Linked DNA regions of Sus scrofa: region 2 is linked to region 1. A link is a contact called in public HiChIP or PLAC-seq data. All regions are on one chromosome and are shown on one strand. Each heading gives the region's core, a stretch centred on a gene start, on an enhancer-like site or on the middle of the called end of the contact. The rest is flanking DNA. Distances are from core to core; before and after follow the strand shown. Region 1 holds the start of RPL39 (60S ribosomal protein L39). Region 2 holds the start of NDUFA1 (NADH dehydrogenase [ubiquinone] 1 alpha subcomplex subunit 1).

Evidence for each region. HiChIP or PLAC-seq counts read pairs in DNA pulled down with a chosen protein or histone mark.
Region 2: an H3K27ac HiChIP or PLAC-seq map of skeletal muscle shows a contact between it and region 1. The contact joins the promoter of NDUFA1 here to the promoter of RPL39 in region 1. A contact is called at or near these places in 1 of 5 promoter capture datasets (liver), 7 of 47 Hi-C or Micro-C datasets (embryonic fibroblasts, epiblast stem cells, heart right ventricle and 3 more) and 2 of 2 datasets of contacts at active chromatin or transcription factors (alveolar macrophages and skeletal muscle).

What each region holds. Positions count from the first base shown.
Region 1 is chrX:98,179,634-98,182,701 of Sscrofa11.1, forward strand. RPL39 (60S ribosomal protein L39) reads right to left here and starts at 1,806. Exons shown (of 3, transcript XM_005673863.3): 1 at 1,658-1,806; 2 at 203-306. The coding sequence starts at 1,660. It overlaps LOC110257656 (a long non-coding RNA gene), which reads left to right and starts at 1,797. Exons shown (of 2, transcript XR_002340568.1): 1 at 1,797-1,882; 2 at 2,295-3,068.
Region 2 is chrX:98,217,893-98,221,297 of Sscrofa11.1, forward strand. It overlaps NDUFA1 (NADH dehydrogenase [ubiquinone] 1 alpha subcomplex subunit 1), which reads left to right and starts at 1,825. Exons shown (of 3, transcript XM_003135339.5): 1 at 1,825-2,296. The coding sequence starts at 2,195. It overlaps RNF113A (RING finger protein 113A), which reads right to left and starts at 2,039. Exons shown (of 2, transcript XM_003135338.4): 1 at 1,296-2,039; 2 at 797-1,293. The coding sequence starts at 1,881. The coding sequence ends at 848.

The sequences.
Region 1 (3,068 bases), core at 556-3,055:
TAACAAAAATACTGGAGGAATGTCTGCTCCTAAGCCCAGCTATAGGCTAGGTGATGTCCAGAAATCCAGAGGAAGCACAGTCAGAAAAAAGAAAAAGTTTCAGAATGGTGGTATAGGATGAATTGCATACAACTTCCAACTGTCTATTTATGCCCTCAAAGTAATCCTAAGTTTAACAAAAAACAGGTTTGTGTGTCCTTACCTGATTTTATTACCAGTTTTCATCCGAATCCATTGGGGGATGGGACGATTCTGCTTTTGCTTCTTGGCCAAGAATCGCTTGATCCTGAAAGTCTTGTGAGAAGACTGGGAAGGAAATGCAATCAGTTTAACAGCAATACCAGAGCTTGCTCAAAAAAAGATTCAAAGCCAGGAACTCCCTAACGCCAACAAACATTTGAATGTTGAACCAAAAACAACTCTCTCCATGCTAAACCCATCAGGCCCTTTGCTTTGTTCCTTACTTCTCCAAAGGTAGATAGCATAATTCCCATTGCTTAAATAATAATCAGTAGTCAGGGAGGTCGGTAAGCTGCCCCAAAGCGGAATATATTAATGTGCAGAGCTAGTATTCAAATCCAGGTCATCTCTGCTCCAAGGCTAGGGCTAGAGCACGCGGTTTTCACAATCACTTGAAAGTCAGTCTCAGTGCACCCTGACATGTGGGAGATCTGCTCTAACCCACTGGCATTTGGGATATTAATTCTAACTATGTAAAACGCCACTATTCTAAGAATGACTTTCCCAATCTCCCACTGCATTTTTTGGCTTTCATGAAAAACCCGGGTCATCTAAGCCCAACCCCAACCACCTCTCTCCCAGTTTGCAGGACAATCCGGAAAAATGGCACTGAGTGCTGGTCTAAAGTCTGGCCCGAGTGGCCCAACACACTTTTGCATAATAATAGGGGTCGTTATAAAGAAAAGACTACACCCCTCCCCCCCAGCTCACTGCAGTAGCTGTAAAATTTGTTAATAAAAACATAAAGCACCAGATATCGATCCTCTCCATACCTAAAAGCTTATAAACAGTCTCATTTTTTCAGAAAACTATCAAGAGAAAAACCCAGTGACCATCTGCCACTAGCATTTTACGAAGAGCGCCCGAACAGCATATAGATTCAGACCACACCACCCCCGGCTCCAGGCGCTTCCACGGGGAGGACACTCAAGTCCCTGAACAAAAGGCTAAAAAAGTCGTCAATCTCATAACGTGGCAGGCTCCTGGCCCCCAAGTAAAGTCTTCGAGAACCAAAAGCCCACATGCCCTTTTCGAGGCTCGGAACGTCCCCCGCGTCGCAGCCAGCCCGAGGTCGAGCCGCGATTTCTACAATGCCCTCCTTGTCCCACAAAGACAGTTCGGTGTAGGAAAAACAGGAATCCTTGTCCGCCTGAGCAGCAGCCAAAAGCAGAGAGCGCCCCCTCGGACCACGCGGCGCCAGCGCAGCCGGCCCCTCCCCATCTCGCACGCTCGCTCGCTTCCCGCTAGGCCCGCGGACTGGAGCCCGCGGACTGAAGCGGTGGCCAAACTCGATCTCACATAGGAAAAGCTTTAAAAACGGTCCCGCACCTCGACGCAACCCGCAGCGCCAGCGAGCTCGCAGAGACCTCAGGTCTCCTGAAGCTACCCCGGAGCCGATGGCAACGGATGGACTTACCATGGCGAGGAACTAATTCAACCGCACACAGGACGGCGGAGAAGAGCAGAGAGAAGGAAGCAGACGGAAGGACGCGTTTAGAAGGCGCCGTAGGGGGCGGGGCTTAGGGAGGTGACGCCGTGCGCGACCACCGCCCCCTGGAGGCCCCTCCCTGAGCGTGCTCCCCTGGGGCCGTGGGAAACTGCGCTCGTTCGTGCGAAATGGAAGCCGTTTTGCTTCACTTCCGTAAGTAGGTTCCGCAGGAGCCTGTTAGTGTGCCAAGGGACTTTGTGTCATGGGTGAGGCAGACAGTCTATGGTAAACGCCGTGACAGAAACCCTTCCGAAGGGCCGAGGAGCGGAGTGGGCAGGGCTATTTCCAAGGGAAGCGGGGCAGACGTCACGCCCGCGCGCAAGGGACTTCGGTCCTGCGTTGGGAGGGAGCGCGCCGAAGGGCGGGGGGGTGGCCGTGGGTAGCGGCGGGGGTGGCGTGAAGGTACCGGGGTGTTGGAGGAAAAGGAGGAATTATCGGGGGGGGGGGGGGCTGGCCAGGTGGGCCGTATAACTATGGACAGCCATTGGGTTTTAGCCAATGCAAGAGGTTGCCAATCAAGGATTTTTTTTCCTCCCAGTTTAATTGAGATGTAATTCACATACAGCACTGTATTACCAATTAAGGCTTTAAATGAAGTAAGTTCTGGACGGAGCCGTTTCCTTGACTGCTAGGAAATCCAGACTGACTTTGTAACCTACCTTTGACCACAACGGGAACTCCTCTTCTCCGCATTTAAAAGCAGAGACCTCTGTGTATCTTTGTCACTTCAAGATTTTTTGCACCAACAGGTTAAGGTAAGGGTTTTTAACTTGGGGTCCACAAGGGTCAATGCTTAGAATTCATAGTGTATCGTTGTACAACTATAAACATAATAAAATTCAGAGTTAAAAAAAGAATTCACAGAGTACACGAACTTGGATTTAAAAAAGTCACAACTTCGTTTTCATCAAACTCTGAAATGTAGCGCTTTATTTACAAATGTAGGCAACAAACTACCTGGTCAACAAATCAGATGGTTTTATATCACACTGCAGTTGATACAGGTGTCTTAAAATATCATATATACATACACTAGTCACTAATTTGAAATTACAGTAGCTTTTAGATCTACAACACAGAACTGTGTTAATCCTCTATGTTGCTACAGCATACATTTCTTTTAGAAAAAAAATTGTCTTTTTTTTTTTTGGCCTTTTTTGGGCCAAACCCATGGCATATGGAACTTCCCAGGCTGGGGGTTGAATTAGAGTTGCAGTTGCCAGCCTGCAACACGAGATCTGAGCTGCGTCTACAACCTGCACGGCAGCTTACAGCAATGCTGAATCCTTAACCCACTGAGAGAGGCCAGGTATTGAACCCTTGTCCTCATAGATGCTGG
Region 2 (3,405 bases), core at 575-3,074, 38 kb after region 1:
TTCAAAACACTCCATGTTTATTATTAAGTGCTTATTATATACCAAGCAGTTCTCAGTGACCTGGGAACACAGGTACACAGGTTAATGGGGCGTGATCAGCTCTATGACAGGGTCTGTGAGAACACAGTTTCAGACAATGGATAGTAAAATATTGGGTTTTTGTCTTCTGCAGGTCAGCAAGGTCAGTCTAGAACTGCATGTCCAAAACAGTGGCTATCAGTGTTACTCAACAGTCACATGAAGCTAGTGGCTATCATACTGGACAGCAGAGCAGAGCATAGACCATTTCCATCATCCATGGAAGGGGGGTTACCTATAGGTGCTTCAAAGACAGCAAGGAGCATTTCCCACACACATACACACATCCCATGAGGCTAGCTACCAGTCCCCCAACACAATCCTCCTACTCTCACTGCTCCTCCAACACCCCCCCAACACACACACCTCCGCTGGGGTGTATTTTGAAGTAGTATGGGCTCCCAAAAGAATTAATGCATGAACGTATTTTTGTAAACTATTAAGTGATGCAGAAATATGATATAAGCACTTGGCTCAGTTCTTACTTTCATCACAGCTTTGGTTACTTCAAGCAAATTCTCTTTTCTCAAATTTCTCCCATGCCCTAAATGTATGCCAAAGGGTTCTGAAAAGTATCTTACACACAGGCAGCATTTATACCAGGTAAAAACCCAGATTACACCTACCTTGATGCCTGTACAAGCCACCTATCCAGAACCCTACTTTGCCACCTGCCTTTTCCCTCTCACTCACTTTCCCTAAAAAGGAAGGACACGAATTAAGATTTTCAAAACAACATTTATTTCGCGATTCGAGAATAATGGGAAAACTAAGTAATGGGAATTGGACCCTCATCGGTGTCTTCTGGGAAATCGGAAGCACCACCCTCTTCTGCAGCTCGATGCTTCTCCAGTTTGGCGATCAATTCTTTCGCTGGATTGAAGACGCCATTGGTCTGCTGGTCACAGACATAGCAGCGCGGGGTGGTGCGGAAATGCTGCAGTGCACAGCTCTCGCAGAAATAATGCCTGCATTTGGTGACAACTGGGTTTCGGAAGGTCTGGCGACAGATGAAACACTTGAATGGTATTTCCTCCTCATCACTTCCCACTTCATAGTTTTCATCCTCATAGACACCATAGCGACCCTCATCAAGCTCACGTTCGATCTGCCACCCATGCTTGTAATCTGAACGGTCATGGAGGAATTTGCAGCTGTCTCCGAAGCCGCAAAAGCCAGTCTCCTTGTAGTCCTTGCAAATGTCAGGCTGGTAATCCAGCGCACGGTGGCACGCAGATGCTCGGGAGCTCGGATGGGGCCCTTCCTCACCATCCCGGAGGAAGCATTGCCCATAGACGTATCCTTGGGCTTCATGTATTTCTGATAATTATTGATTCCCCGATAGATCTTGTCATCTTCCTTGCCCCTCAGCTCCTCCTGGATCTTCTGGCTGCGCTCAAAGATGGCTTGTGCGTCACGCTCCTTCTCTGTGTCTAGCTCGTACACAGCAGTCGCCCCCATATCCTCTGGCCCAACGGGTTTCGCCGAGCGAGTGGACTTGTAGACCACGCCAAGGCTCTCGGGCTCGTTCTCCTCTTCCTCCTCTTCGCTACTCAGGTCGCCGTAAGCCGCCTTCTGTTTACCGCTACCACGGGTCTTCTGTATCATCGGATTGTGGGTCGCCCGCTTCTTTTCAGGGCGAACCACAGTGCTGCCTTCGTCACTGCTGCTGCTGCTGTCTCCGGACTCTTGGTCGCAGATCGGGCGCTTTCGGCGGCCTGCAGCCCCTTTCCGCCCAGGCTTTTTGAAAAGGAAAGTGCACACCTGGTCCGTTGTCTTTCCCGGAGAAAGTTGTTCTGCCATCTTAAGAGTCTTGAGCTCCGGAACGACTGAGGCCTGCTAGGTGGCGCGGGGCTTCTTCACGTCACTGCACGTCGTGCGCTCGGCCGCGAGTCGGGACAAAAATCGCCGGTTGAAAAAGGGCTGCGGGAGTTCAAGCGTTCGAGAGCCCCGGCGCGCACCACTCTTGAGCCCTGCCGCGCCCCGTCGCTTCCTCCGGAGGCGGACGCGGCCCCGCCCCACTCGCGCGCCGCGCCGAGCTTCCGGGGAAGGAATCAAAGTCGGGTCACCTTTGAGGGGCTGGGAAGAAGGATTTAGCCTTGGTAACCGCGTCGCGATGTGGTTCGAAATTCTCCCCGGGATCGCCGTCATGGCCGCGTGCTTGTTCATCCCGGGAATGGCCACTGCTCACATCCACAAGTTCACTAACGGGGGCAAGGTAAGGCGGCTTCTCCGGCCTGGCGGCGGCCCCCCACAAACTGCCATTAAGAACTGGGCGGTGGGGTCGGGAGGCCGTTAGGACCCGCAGCCCCTCTCCGAGGTGGGGAATACAGAGGACGCCCCCCCCCCCTTTTATAGCCTAAAAGCTGAGGCTTGCGGAATGAAGCCGGACGCGAACCATCTTCTACTTTAGCTAGAGATAGCTGGTTGCTGGGTGAAGAGTGGGCGGGAGGGCAAAGCAGAGATTGGGGACTGGAAAGGTAGGAGATTGAAGAATGTAGGTCAAACCCCTAGGCAGAGAGAGGCGTCAGTTAGTCTTGGCCCCGCTCCTTCTGACGTGTAGTCTCCTTTCTTGCTGGATTTTGATTTGAATTTCTCGCATCCATTTATCGGTAGCTTCTCGTTTTTCAGTTTTTTCTAGCCTTCACTAGGTTTTTTACCTTGACATTTGTTTATTTATCCCCCCACTTTCCCATGTAAGCCTTTAGGAATTTAGCGCCAAGATCCTCTTTTTCACATTAGATTGTAGTTTTTCTCTTTAACTAGTTCTTCACATCATTTCTGGAGTACAGAGTCTAAGTGTATTTGCTTTCAGGTTTTGTGATTTTTCAAGTGTGATCTGCTGCTGTTGTTTCTTCTCATGAAGGTCCCCAAAGGGAACAAGTAGTCATGTCTCAAAAAAAAAAAGAAGGAAAGAACAAATGATGCCGGTTAAAATAGAAATTTTAAGAACTCATGGTTACCATACTAATTACAGTTTAGTGGTCTGCATTTATTTAGGACTCTGGTCTAATGTTTTTTCTTTTTTTCTTTTTAGGGCCACACCCGCGGCACATGGAAGTTCCTGGGCTAGGGGTAGAATCCGAGCTGCATCTGTGACCTATGTCACAGCTTGTGGCAACGCCAGATCTTTAATTCACTGATTGGGGCCAGGGATTGAACCTTCATCCTCTGGGACACTTTGTCAGGCTGAGCCTGATCCTGATCCGCTGAGCCACAACGGGAACTCCTAGTCTTATGTTGTTCATTTGGTTGTTTTTGTTTGCTTTTTAAGACAGCACCTGTGACATATGGAGGTTCCCAGGCTAGGGGGTCGAATCGGAGCTG